2 separate regions of the Sus scrofa genome follow, and region 2 is linked to region 1. Evidence: chromatin contacts called from public HiChIP or PLAC-seq data. All regions are on one chromosome and are shown on one strand. Each heading gives the region's core, a stretch centred on a gene start, on an enhancer-like site or on the middle of the called end of the contact. The rest is flanking DNA. Distances are from core to core; before and after follow the strand shown. Region 1 holds the start of ZCCHC2 (zinc finger CCHC domain-containing protein 2). Region 2 has its middle 74 kb from the start of ZCCHC2.

The links. HiChIP or PLAC-seq counts read pairs in DNA pulled down with a chosen protein or histone mark.
Region 2: a contact with region 1 is called in an H3K27ac HiChIP or PLAC-seq map of alveolar macrophages. The contact joins the enhancer-like site here to the promoter of ZCCHC2 in region 1. A contact is called at or near these places in 1 of 5 promoter capture datasets (liver), 11 of 47 Hi-C or Micro-C datasets (alveolar macrophages, blood, liver and 6 more) and 2 of 2 datasets of contacts at active chromatin or transcription factors (alveolar macrophages and skeletal muscle).

What each region holds. Positions count from the first base shown.
Region 1 is chr1:159,019,456-159,026,548 of Sscrofa11.1, forward strand. It overlaps ZCCHC2 (zinc finger CCHC domain-containing protein 2), which reads right to left and starts at 2,688. Exons shown (of 14, transcript XM_021099630.1): 1 at 1,676-2,688. The coding sequence starts at 2,617.
Region 2 is chr1:159,092,553-159,099,786 of Sscrofa11.1, forward strand. No RefSeq gene overlaps it. Among named protein-coding and RNA genes, the nearest start is that of ZCCHC2, 74 kb to the left of the region's middle. Within about 2 kb of position 2,484, at least 17 of the 83 cell types and tissues checked have an H3K27ac peak or open chromatin away from gene starts, as enhancers often do. A contact at or near this core is called in alveolar macrophages, liver, omental adipose tissue and 1 more, where this site is marked.

The DNA of each region.
Region 1 (7,093 bases), core at 1,438-3,937:
CAATCAAAAATAGATTACCCTTTTTGGAATGATATGAATGGAATAATATAAAACTGCTCCACTGTGGGACATTTTCATTACATCCACACTCTAAGGATATCCTTATTATACTATTACAAGAAAAAAATTTTATTAAAGATATATAAGTACTGCTCCTGAGTTCAGGCTTTCTTCTCTAAATTTAATGATGGAGCACATAGGACTTTTTGAAATTATTTTAATAAGTAGGCTGGAGAGTGGAAAGGGCTTTTACCATCAATATACACAGTTGCATGCTAGTAGTAAATAGACACTGGCAGACAACATTTCAAGCTAAGAAAATTCTGGATACTAGCGTTACTACCTCCTGAGTGTGATAAAGTATGTCCTAAAATGTGAGTTAGTCACTTCACAGAAGCCTCCTTTTGAAATAGAGGGGCTCAGCCTAGATTATAGCTAAATCCTTCAGGGCCCCAAATTCCTTTGATTCTAGGGGTACTGAGTCCACACAGACATTACAGAAATACAATGCTCGGTTTTAGTTTCAAGGTATTGACTGAAAGCAGCTATATAAGATATGTAAGCTAAATTAACTTACAAGTAAGGAGTGAAAAAAAAAATCCCCTTCCCAATATATCATCCTGGAGATCACCTAATTGGAAAAACATGGCAAGCAAATCAGTTGTTTTCTAGAATAGCTGTGAACCATGAAAGTAAGCTCTTATTGTACAGTTTTTATCTGAAAGCTAACTAGTCCATTAAATTGTCAAGCTCAAGAACTTTATATTGGGCCTAGATTATTATTAAATTGCTTTCGTGGCCATTTAAATTTTTTTCTTTAATGTTTGCGACAAGTAACTCATCTTAATTCTCATCTACTACATTTTGGTGTTTAATAACTTTTTAAAAAACATTTATGCCTACAGTTAAAAAGGTTCAACAAACATCTCTGGACCCAAATCTGTTGGCAGGACTCACGCTCATTAGAAAGCAGGATACGCCAGAGGCAAAGAACACTACCAACCCACTCTAGGAGGTTACTTTACCCAGACAAACCACGCTACTACATTTCTACTTTGAGTCATTTCGCCGCTTTAAGGGAACATCAAGTTTTCCGAGCAGGAGCCACAAGATCCTACGACCCCTTTTAAATCAGGTACACACTGAGCTAAAAGGCCCATTTGTGTCAATAATAGGGCAACTCGCCGGGAGAGCACCTTTAGGACACCTCACCGAGGGGTAAGGCAAAGCTTTAAAACGTGTGACCTGAGCGCCAGGCGGCAAGAAAGGGAAGGCTCAGCCCGAGGCGAGACTGCGGCCGACACACGGGCTCCACTAGCGCTTCGCCTTTCCCAGCACCTAGAGATGCTCAAAGTCAAAAAGTCCCAAGACTCTTCATCTGAGAGCGGGATCGGGCTGAGTGCTCTATGTTTTCCGTGGTAACTCCGGCACGGAAGAGACTTCTAGAGCATTCTGTTATGGCGGGTGCCTCTGTGTGCAGCGGGGGTGGGGGGAGCAGTGGAAATGAGCGGTCCAGACTAACGAAGGCTAGTACAACTGGGCGGGGAGCCGTGGCAAGGGGATTCCGAGCCACCTGCGTGGGGTGAGGCTCGGCCACCGGGAGTCCGAAAGCCGGGCAGGGCAGGTCGCCGAGGCGGTGACCACACTGCGGGCGCAGAGGGCTGGCACGCCTTACCTGGGCCCGGGGGCCGGCAAAGTTACACGACTCCGCCTCCACTCCCCCGTCCTCGGGGCCCCCGCGGAGCGCGGCGCGGAGCCTCTCCAGGTGCTCCCTCAGGGTGACCCGCTGGTGGAAGGAGAACGCCGGGTGCAGGGAGGCCATGGTGAAGAGCAGCAGCAGTTCCTCCTGGGCCCTGAAGCCCAGCCCGCTGCCGCGCCGGGGCTCGGCGCCGCTGCCTTCCGGGCCGGAGCCGTCCTTCTCCGCGTCCTCCTCGCCGTTGCAGTCCTCGCCGGGCTTGTCCTCCGCGCCACCTCGCGAGCCCTCGCCCCGGGCCGCGCGCAGGCTTTTGAGCACAGAGTCCACCTGGGGCAGGAGACGGTGCAGGCGGCCGGCGGCCTCACGGTTCTCTGAGCCCAGCAGCGCCAAGTAGACGATGAGGCGCGAGCGCACGGCCGGCTCTCGGAAGTCGGCCAGCGGCCCGGGGTCCGAGAGGCCGTTGGCCTTGGCCTCCGAGTCGCGCAGGTAGTGGTAGTCCTTGCGCGCCAGGTCCTCCAAGCACGAGCCGAGAAAGCGCAGTTCCAACGGGTTACACAGGTCCAGTAGTCCGCACATGAACTCCAGGCGCTGCGCGGAGCCCAGCACCAGCCCGAACCACTCGTACACCCGCTCCTGCTCCCGCAGCGCCGCCGTGGGGCCGCCGCCGCCGCCCGGCATGCCCGCCCCCGCCGCCGCTCCCCCAGCAACAGGCGGCCCGAGCCCCCCAGGCGGCGGCGGCGGCTGGGGGCCCCGCAGCTGGCCCGAGGGCGGCGGCGGCGGCGGCGGCGGCGGGGGGCGGCAGTCTCGGCGGCGGCGCGGTGGCGCCTTCGCGGACAACCGCGCGTCCGCCTCGGGCTCCTCCGCCTCGGGTGGCGGCTCCGCGGGGTGCGTCGGCTTCAGCGGCAGCTTCATCCTCAGCATCCTCGGCTAAGGCGGCGCGGACATGCGAGCGGGGGCGGGAGGGAGGGGCCGGGAGGAGGGACGGGGGCCGAGGCGGCGGCGCGGCAGTCAGGAGCTGGGCCCCTCCATGCCGCCGGGGGAGGGCCGGGGCCGGGGCCGGGGGCGGGTCTCGGCCGGCAAGGGGGGCGGTGGCCGGCCGGCGAGGTCGCTGGCGTCGTCTTCCCGGGCCGGAGGCGGGGCGTGCCCGCCGCGGCTCCTCCCTCTGGGCTCCGCGCCGGCTCTAGGAGCCCGGGTGCGGGTGGGAGCAAGCGAGCGAGCGTGTCCTCCTTCCGCCTCCCTCTCTTCCGTCGTCCGCACTGGGCTGGGGCGGCGGCGCCTGAGCGGTTCCCTCGCGAGCCTGTGCGGACCAAGCCGCTGGAGAAGAGGAGGAGCAGCCCGGGCGGGGCGGAGACGCTTGCGGGCTCCTCTCAGTCACTTCAGCCAATCAACAGCCAGAACCGATGGTTGCGTAGTGTCCCCACCCCCTCGGGCACGCCTCTCTTCGATAAGCCACGCCCAACTGCCCTCCAGCCGCCTTCCCTTTCGGCGGTTTCCGCGCGGTCCTAATGTGTGGTGGCTGACCGCGGGCTGGGGTGGGGAAGGACGCGGTAGGACTGTAGGAGATGGCTAGGTGTGCTAGAGCGCGGCAAGGCGCTGCTGAGACCCGCGTGTGCGGAGGGAAGTGGGGAACTGCCCCTTTTCCAAGGGCCTGAACACAGCTTTTGACTACTGACTGTCCTGTTCTGCCTTCCTCTTCGCGTGGGCCACCGCCCCACAGCGCCGCTGGGTTCCCTTCGCGGCCGCATGGTACGCGTCCCGGGAGCGAAGCTTCCCCTGGGGGGAGCGCGCTAACCTGAGCTCCTTCGGTGCACCGCCCTGCCGACTGTCTGGAAGTCAGCAATGGGATATTCCCACCACAACTTTACCGGGATCTCTGGGTTGACTCTCTGGGTTGAGGATCGGGGAGCTGGGTCGGGAGGCTGGCTTGTGGCTGTGGTTGAGGGGCCCGGACGCCTCGAAAGCAGGAGGGTGCCCAGGCGAAGTGCAGGCTGCACCATGCAATCTTCCGGGCGCAGAGGCGACCCAACCCGACCTGAGGGAGATCCACGGGCTCTGGGCCGAGGGGAGACGCAGTGGTAAGGACGCCCCTGGCTTAACGGTTGCTTCTGGTCTTTAACGCTCTTTGGAAATTTCCACGACAGTTGTTAGCAAAAGCCCCCCCAAAGCCACCATCTTTTGGAAATTATTTTATTTGCTACGTAACATTTCTATGCCTAACGCTAACATTTTGAATTTGGTGCCGGTGCGAAGCCCTGCTACAGCTATATCGTAGGAATATGTTAAAAAACAAAAAAAAAAATCTTTCTGAAAAATTTTGAACATCTGTTGGGAGACCATAAGCTGAGCCCTCTTCACCTCACAGTTTTCTGCCCTAAGAAGCTAATTTTATACTAAAAGGCTGAATTGAAGCCTAAAGTCTCAATTGAACCCTGCAATAAAACGGAGACAATTGTTTTCAATACACTTTAGATTAGTAAAATATATGAAAGCCATTCTATCTTGTAATTTGCTATTTTCTTGTGTTCTTTGGGTGTAATGTAGAAATATTACAATGAGGAGAAGACTTTCTAAGGACTTTTATTATTACAGTCCTTTTTATTATTACAAACCTCAATTGCCCTGGAATCATACCCTATCTCATCTATTCCCACATCTCTGAAGCGTAGGGTGAAATACTTTAGGCAATCAATAATAATATTAATCTTGCTAGATTTTCACAGGTTCATAGTGAGTTGTCTAGATCTGGATATCTTGTGTTCCTTTGAGGTGATTTTTATGTGTGGTTTAGGCAGTCTTTACGTTTTTCTTGACAACAAGAAGCCATTTGGAATTAACTCTCCACAATACTTGATCCATACATTTTTAGGTCAGAATTCATATTTGTAATGAGGGATGATTACTTTTGTCCTTCTATCTTTGGCCCATATTAGGAAATGCAGTGATCCGTGCTCCTGCACATACATGACACACACCATGACTTAATGATTCTGGTTATCATCCATCAGCTGGATAATTTGCTACTTATGCCCAAGTTTCAGAGACCTCTCTTCATACTGCGATTCATTAGACAAGGCCTTGGTGTGTTTTTCCACCCTATCATAAGTGAGAGAAAACACCTTCAGTAAGGGTGATGTACTGCAGCAGGGAGGGACCCAGATGGAAATCCCAGGATGAGGTGTAGGTGTGTTTCTTGGGAAAAACTAGCCAGATGATTCTAATAAGACATCCTAGGAAGGTATTCCTTCCACTGGGCCTACCTGTTGGGGACCCTGGCTCTAGATTCCCTCCTGTTTTATATATTCCCTGTATAATCATTCAAATGGGCCAAATAAAATTACTGTGGTAATGGTGGGTGTGTGTTGTATCCAGATCATTCAGAGGGATATAGTCTGTAAAAAAAAAAAAAATTTTAAGGACACAAAGTGCTATCATGTCTTGTCCCTAGATGATACTTTATGCATATTACATATACTTTGTTTATGTGACTCTTTAACAATGAAAGATGGTGGTGTTGACATTATTATCCAAAAGTTTATGTGTGCCCAGAAGACTAGTTCCAAGTTAAGGTTGTACTTTGGATTAAGACACCAGCCAGTGGTTGAAGATTGAGGAGACTTTGCAACCCTTTTGCAATTGAGTTGCTGCAAGATATTTCACTAAAACCACAATTGTGGATGGTTTGGGGCAGACTGACAATCAACTCCATATAAAGGATGCTTAGATACAGCTACTTCTACCTCAGATGACATCCTGCATCAGCTAACCTGATCCATATCAAGAATTTGTTCTCTCAGTCTATAAATGTTTACCTCTTTGCTCCCTCTCCCATTATACCTCCCTGTTTCCCCCATTACAATAGAAATAGTTTAACATTGATAACCATGTCTTAATTTATCACATCTGGAACACAGTAGATGTTACTGAATATTTGGTGAATAAACTATGAATGAGTAATGCTCCAGGATCCAAAAGTAACTGCCAATAGCTCCTGGGGTTACCTGGAGCCTTTTTCACAACTAGCAGGGAAGAGAAAACATCTTCATCTCAACATTGCCAGGCTAGTCCTGAGATTGATTCTAACTGAATTGGCTTAGATTACATGCCCATTCCTATGAATTCTGGAGCCAGAGAAGTGGAGTAGATTCTTCAGAACCATATGGGTCCCCCAAAAGAAGTTTGGGGCTGTTGGAAAGGAGAGGGAAACATGGGTGCTGGGGAAGCAACCAACCTGTGTCCAGAGTCATTGTACTTAACAATCTATATTTTTGATTACTTAAGTTGTCAGGGGTTTAAGTTACCTCAAAAGCATATTTTTGTTTAGGTAGGTCACAAATTTCCTTTAGTTAGGTCATGCATTTATTTTGAGAGAAATTAAATATTAAATTGTCTTTAGAGATTACAGTTAAAAAGCTGTTCTAGGAGCTCCCATCATGGCTTGGTGGAAACGAACCTGACTAGTATCCATGAGGAGGAAGGTTTGATCCTTTGCCTTGGGTTAAGAATCCCGTGTCGCTGTGAGTCTTGGTGCAGGTCACAGACGAGGCTCGGATCTGGTGTTGCTGTGGCGTAGGCCAGCGGCTACAGCTCTAATTAGACCCCTAGCCTGGGAACTTCCATATGCCGTGGGTACAGCCCTAAAATGACACATACAAAAAAACAAAATACCCACAGGTATTCACTGATAGACAACTTAAGGGAAAAAAAAATAATTGCATATTTAAAGTTAAAAGGATAAGTTTTTGTAAGCTTTACAAAAATACCCAATATGACAGATTTGAAATAAAAAGAAATCCTTGGTATTGACCCTGTGACAGTATTCTCATTGGTCAGTTGGAAATCCATACCCAACACTGTGGTGTCTGGCACATTTTCTGGAAGACTAGTGCTGGGTAAAATTTAGAGTCTCACTGGAGTTATGGTCCCTCTTGTCAGAAAGGTTCTTAAGGATTTAGATTGACCAGGCTGCTCAAATTCCCCCAATTGCACATCAAAACTTTTGGAGAAACTCTGAAATCCACCAATCTTTGAGGCTTGTCCAGAAATAAACTTTGTTCTAAAGTGGTTTGGTTTGGAAAATCCTCAGGCTGCTGATTTGTGTTAGAAATTGGGGAACTGGAGTTCCTGTTGTGGCTTAGTAGGTTAAGGACCTCATGTTTTCTCTGTGAGGATACAGGTTCAATCCCTGGCCTCATTCAGTGGATTAAAGATCGGGCATTGCCTCAAGCTTCGGGGGCTCAGTTTTGGATCCCGTGTGGCCGTGGCGTAGGCCTGCAGCTGCAGCTACAATTCAACCCCTAGCCCAGGAACTTCCATATGCCTCAGATGTGGCCATAAAAAGAGAAAAAGAAAAAAAAAAAAAAGAAATTAAGGAACTGAATGATCTTAGGCACTTGCGTG
Region 2 (7,234 bases), core at 1,234-3,733, 73 kb after region 1:
CCAGGGAGGGATGTTCTAATGATAGGATTTTAGGTATCAGACAACATGGAGTTGGCAGTAATTTTAGGGGCAACCAGTAGTTTCTTTTGAAAGACCTGCTCTGCACTGTCTTAGAGAACTGAACTATTGAAATTTGGCCTTGGCCCTCCCACTGGGGACCCACTTGAAGCTCTAAGGGAGTATGTCCCAACACCCACTCTCAAACAGTTGCACTGAGGATTGCGTCCTTGCTCCATGAGAGCAAAGGATTAGCAATCCCTGCTTTGGAAGAGGGAGCAGAAAATGCTGACAAGCAGAGCTTCATACCTGCTGTTCCTGTCCTGGCTTCTCAACTGTCAAAGCCAAGCACGTGCCCTTCATCCTAAGGCTACCTTTTCCTTCCGGGCTTAACGTGGGGATGGAATAAAATCTAGAGATTTGAGCAGGCACAAATTTACATTTGGCTTGTTTGCATTCAGATCGTGTTTTCCCTAAGCTGGGCTCATCATCAGAGAGGTGGGGGCCGGGCCAAATCTTAAAGAGCCACTTGGCGACTCTAACGACTGGCAAAGAGGAAAGAAATTGGTAAACAATATTTTAAAAATATGTTAAATGCCAAACAGTCTGTATTTCATCTCTAATGTTTATTTATGGATCTTTGCTGCTATTTTTCAGGAATTCTAGTAGCATGTATCCAACTGTTTCAAACCTCCACCTGCTACATGGGCGTGGCTTCTGAGATCGACATGCTTCCAACAGCTTATACAGAGTGAACGGCAGATGCGTCCTTTGGGGGTGATCTCAGGGACGTCAGAAAGTCCCTGCCTTCCAAAACACCTCCACCACCTTCTTGGTGGTGAATAAATGAGGGAAATCCCATCTAGAGAAGAGCAGTGTACAAATGTCCATTGATGTAAAGCTACTGATAATCAGTTTTTTTTTCCCTGTGATCAAGTGTTACTAAAGGAGAAAAGGGAAGAAAGATGGGGGCCTGCAACTTCACTGACAGAGGAGGGAAGAAAGAAAGGGAGACAGAAGAAGAAATTGAAGGCATTCTTATCAGATTTGTCTATCTCACAGTATCCCTGGGATAATGCAGAATGTGCATCTGTCAGGAGGCTCTAGTGCCCAGATTATTCTAGGGAAGTCAGCACACCTGGCTCTGTTTTTGGTTCCTTTCCTAGAGTCATTCGGCCAGCAAATTGGAAGGCAGCAGGGAGCCTCATGTGTCCTTCCCCACTGTTCATAAGGCAATAACCAACCTCCAAACTGAAGGTGGGGATGAGGGGATTTGCTCTAGCTATACGTACAGGAAAAAAAATCTGTACCAGGAGTGCCCCTCATGGCTCAGCGGAAATGAATCTGACCAGTATCCATGAGGATGCAGTTTCAATCCCTGGCCTCAGGTTAAGGATCTAGTGTTGCCATGAAGTGAGCTGTGGTGTAGGTCACAGATGAGGCTCAGATCTATTCGACCCCTAGCCTGGGAACCTCCATATGCCACAGGTATGGCCCTACAAAAAAAGACCAAAAAAAAAAAAAAAATCTGTACCAAAGTTTCAGCAGCTTAGCTTTGGTGATTGGTCTGTAATAATTCTGTCAACCTCTTGTGTTTATAAAGCCCTCCTCCAAACTTCTTAGAAGAGCTGTAGGATAAGAAGGAACGAGTTATTTCTTGAGGACCTGCTAGGGCCGTTCATATTTTACTTGTAAGCCTCATCGCAGCACCACCAGGAAAGAACTACTTTTTCCACCTTACAGCAGAGGAAATTGAGGATCAGGAGGATGTCAAAAGGCTGGTGTCCAACAGAACCTTTGTCATTTAGGAAAAGCAAACTCTTCCACAGCCACTACAAAGGGCATGCCTCTTTCAAAGTGTAGAGTAGTGGCAGCCAGACAGCTATTCTTAGAGGGTTTTTTCTTCACTCTTTAGCCCTCCCCCCCCCCTTTTTAGCCTGACTACCTCTGATGCCCATGGTTAAATATATTTATAAGTGATCTTGATGCAAGAAGTTGGCTCAGTTCCAATTGGAAATGCACTTAATCCTGTCATCTCAAACCATCCCATCCTTCTTAGCAGGTCACTCTCGGAGTGATCCAGAGGGTGTTAGTGGGAGCAAAGTGTCCTCTCCATTTTGCCGGTACCATGATGAGACGCTGACAATGCCTTTTCTGCCAGCCAAGCACCTCTATGCCAGGCAGGATGCTAACGGTAATGGAGAGCGGCCCTCTACGTCGAGCCCTGAAGGACTGCTTTCACTTGTGTCCGTTTGATTTTGTGGTTTGGTTGTGGGTTGATCCCAACCGAGCCCAAGGGACGGAGGTAGGAGAACCTTGATCACAGAGGAGGCTGTTAATGAGGGAAGCAGTCGGAGGTTCGGTCTAATCTGAAAATCAAGGATATATCATCTCCTAAATCTGTCAGAGCAATTTAGGACTGCCTTCTAGACAACCTCATTCATTCCGGGATTGCTCCCATTACCTGCTGTGACTGAGGGAAGCGCCTGGACCCTGGCCCCAACCTTCAATGGAGCGCCACCTAGCGGAATTGTTTTCAAATACAAACATTATGCTGCCAAGGAAGTCCTTTTGCGTAAGGCTCTTGGCATTTGATTTTTTCTTTCAGGCGCTGTGTCAACAGGATGATGGAGCATTTCCTAAGTCCAAATAAGCCGAGTTAACATATTACGGATTTAAATAGTGTGGCAGTTAATTGACCGAGGATATTTCGCCGCTTAATAGCCTGAGTTCCCTTTACCCTTGACTAGAGAAGCAGAATGGACCTGTTACACTGGGGTGGAGTCCCTGACAGCAGGGCAAGTAGCAAGGAAGGAAAAAACAAGCCAATGTCCTGAAAAATCTCCATAAAAGGTCAGGCATGGGCAGATTAAATGAACATCATCCTCATGAAAACAGAGGCAGCTAGGTGGCCTGGCATCCCAAGCTTCTGAAGATGGCTCTCAGCCGCCAGGGGAGGAAAATCCCCATCTCTTCCTCACCCAGGCAGGAAGAGATCTGTGCAAAGACCCTAAATGTTTAGATTCTTTCCACATCACCTCTTGCTCAATGTGGTCAGAACACAAATGATTTCAATCCCCTCATCCCTCTTGTTTAGAGGTAGCTCGCTATGATTTTAAAAGGTTAGAATTTCAGGTGATTAAAAACTGCTCAGATAAACACCTACCACCCAGCCACTCTGGGGCTTCTCTTTGATAGAAGTAGTGTGTTTGAGTCCTAGGACTGCCTTAATTAAGTACCACAAACATGGTTTGAAACAACAGAAATTTATTCTCTCCCAATTCTGGAGGCTCCAAGTCCAAGATCAAGGTGTCAGCAGAGCCATGCTCTCTCTGAAGGCGCTAAGGGAAGATATGTGCCTTTCTCCCAGCTTCTGGTGTTGCTGACCATCCCTGGCATTCCTTAGCTTGTAGACACATCACCCCAGTCTCTCTCTCAGCATCACATGGTGCTCACTCTGTGTCCTCACACCATCTTCCCTGTGTGCATGCCATTGTCTTCACATGACATTTGGCTCTGCGTCTCTTCCACTCTCCTAATGAGAACACCAGTCCTATTAGCTTGGGTGCTCACCCTCCCCCAGTGTGACCTCATCTTCACCTCCATCTTGATCACATTTGCAAAAATCCTACTTCCAGATAAGGTCACATTCACAGCTTCCAAGGGTTAGGACCTCAACATATCTTTTTAAGGACATATTCAACCCATAAGAAATAGGAAGGGTCAACAGCAGGCAGAAAACCACAAGACCAACACCAGTTATAAGGGTGAGGGAGAGAAGGGCATGGAGATGCCCCAGTGCTGCTGGTTGTTTTTTTCCCCTGAATTCCCACATTCTCATCCATCCAAACCTCTGTAATATGAGGCTAAGACAAGATCATGATATTAAATACTATTATATCAGTAGGATGAGAAATATATTTTAAAGACATGCCATTTCCTTAGAAAGAAAATAATTGTCCATTATCTATTTGGAACATCCTTCCAAATAGCTGTCTCTAATTTACCGCCCTTTATTTTTAGTGGGTGTAAAGGAAATAAATATGACTCATTTAACACCATCTGTGCATTTCCACTGAAATGGAGAGTCAACCTGAAATATGTAGAAACTTTCAGTCTTTTAATGTAGGATTCTTTTTATTTAATGCATTAGCTATTTGATAGATAATTCAATAGATCCTACTGCACTAAACTATACAGCATTCTTATTCTTCATATTTTTTATAGTCCATATTGTCTTATTATTGATAACGCATGCATGTATGCTACATGTAGGTGCTGTCTTTGTAGGAAATACTTTCTCCTTTCAAACAGATGTAACAATGTTATCTGTCTTTACTGACTCTCTTCTGTGTTCCAGACACAGTGCTAATTGGTTTATATGCATTATTTTATTTAATTATTAAAGTAAACATGCTGTACGTGTTGTCATTCCCATTTTACAGATGGAGAAGCTGAGACTTGATCTTGCCCCAAATTACATAGTTCTTTAGCGGTGGAGCTGGAATTTAGATTCGAATTTACGATTCCAAAGCTCATAATGGACTACCTTCATATTTTTTACAGTAATCCTGGTGGATTTTCCTTAACGCATTTGGTTTTTTCCCCTCTCCCCAGCCTTTGATTCACAAGAAAAGCAGCCCAGGTTTAGGCGCACAGACCGACACCTAATGGATAAACCCATCTCAAGGTTCCCACATTTTGCTTTTGACCACTAGGTGGAGATGTGCCTATTTTCTCTCCTCCAAAAGATCTTGCACTTCCTTATGAGCACCCCCGCCCCCTTTAGGGCCCAGAAACCCAAATGGCTGTAGTACCAGAACCAGATTACTAAGGGGTTAAGACACATGACACTGGGCCTCTGGACAACCTTGTTCACTACAAGGTTTCTCTGGATTTTTTTTCCTCTTTCTTTCTTTCTTTCTTTATGGAGGTTCCCAGGCTAGGGGTCTAATTGGAGCTGTAGCTGCTGGCCTTCGCCAGAGCCACAGCAACACAGGATCCAAGCCATGTCTGCAACCTACACCACAGCTCACGGCAACACTGGATCCTTAACCCACTGACTGAGGCCAGGGATCGAACCTGGAACCTCATGGTTACTAGTCAGATTCGTTAACCACTGCACCATGACGGGAACTCCTCTCTGGACTTTAAAAGTGAAAAAAAACCCACAGCATTGCCACAAGATGGTTGAATAGACAATCCATTTACATATAAATAGACACCATAGGCTTGGAAACTACATGAATGTGTTTTCTTGATCCAAGAAGAGCTACATCAGTGTAAAAACTATAACAGTAAAAATTATGTATCAGATGAAGCTGAGGATGTGATGAGTAACTTTAAAATCACATTGGTAGCTTTTACAAAATTACGTCTAACCTTTATGGACCTCAAGTAGATGGTAGATGGAGGGTAGTCTCTGTATGGGTGTGTGATTGACCTTACTGGACAACGTGCCAGGCCCCAAGCAAGGTATGGTGTATATACTGGTGACCTGATGTTAGAACTCCTGGCTCAGATCATGACTCATGCAACACAGACAGATGGTATCTGCCCTCAGAGTTATAGTTGTATGTGTATGAGTGTATATACGTGTGTGTGTATATGAATGTGTAGGAGTGTGTACATATGTGTACGTGCATGTGTGTGTAGAATTGAACCTCATTATTAATGGATTCTGTACAGTCATCCCTCAGTATTTGCCAGGGGATTGGTTCCAGGACCCTGGGGATTTATCAAAATCCATGGATGCTCAAGTCCTTTACATAAAATGTCTTAGGACATCTGGCTCTTCGTGTCTACAGGTTCTGCATCTGTGGATGAAACTGTATATCTGCTTTTTGTTGACTTCATGGTTTAAAATGCCCCCAAATGTAGTGCTGGAATGCTGTCTGGGGTCCTAAGTGCAAGGAATCTGTGACTTGCCTCATGGAGAAAATACGTGGGCTGGATAAACTTCCTTTAGGCATGAGTGTCAGTGTTGCTGTCATAGTTCAAGGGGATTTATTAGCAATGTATATTATGGAAGGTGTCTTCAAACAGAAATGCACATAAAGCAAGGTTATGTATTGACCCATTGCTGGAAAAAAAATGTTGGGGCCAAAAGCTTGAAGGAAACTCACCTTGTATTTTCTCTAGAGAGGTTTTACCAAGTTAGCATATGTAGTGACTTAGCTACCATAAGTACTGTAAGAAGAATTATATATAGATATACATCACACACACACACACACACACACACACACACACACACACACACAATTTTATATGGAGTATTGATAGAATTCCACATGATGAGGGGCGGCATCTACAAAAATCTATACAGTTGCTCAACCAGCACTCAGGTGCATCATGTGCACACAGATGGGAGGGGAATGTGTTAAGATAACTATACCAGGTGGGAAAAAAGCTAAAAAGCTATTTGATTTGGAGAGGACTTCTGATTTGTAGACCAAAGAGCCTAACATCTGCATCTTTCATTTAAGGCAGGAAGGTATAGAGAAGAGGAAGGAGAGGGAAAACAGGAAAACTCACAGGGATCCCTACCAGTGACACAGGGATAGAGGGCTGGGAAGACCTGACTTGCTGATCCTGTGGGGGGCTGAGAAAGAGCAGATCTAGATTTAATCACAACACAGTGGGTTCCAAGGATGACTATTAGAGATGTTAAAGCTTTCCTATAATTTTCCTGTTATTTTTAATCCCCATCCTCTGGCTGTTTTCCTGCTCTCACCAGCACTAAATTGCCTTGGATGGCTTCAAAAATGTTTCCTAAGCTTATTTAGAGTTGGAGGGGAGCCAGAGAGACGTATAGCTGGGCTCCTTTTTTTTTTTCAGCTGTACCCGAAGTGTGCAAAAGTTCCCGGACCAGAGATTGACCCTGAGCCACAGCAGTGACAATGCCGGATCTTTAACCACTAGGTCCCCAGAGAACTCCCAGGCCCCTTCTTACAGTGCTCAAGTGGGAGAAGGAAGCCTGGGAAAAGCAGATGGTGACAGCTAAGGAGAGTAGTGTTAGGACCCACTGAGAAGAGAAACAAGGGGGTATTCCCACCACGCAGACATTGTTCTAAGACAGTACCCACAGGGAGATAGTCCCTGGTGACTTTCTAACGGCCAGCCATCCAATAGGAGTCTGGACCTTTAAGAACCAATTCAGGAAGTTCTAAGGACTCCAGGGATCAGGACTTGAAACAGCTTGTGACCAGTCCCAAGGGCTTTGTTGACCAGGGAA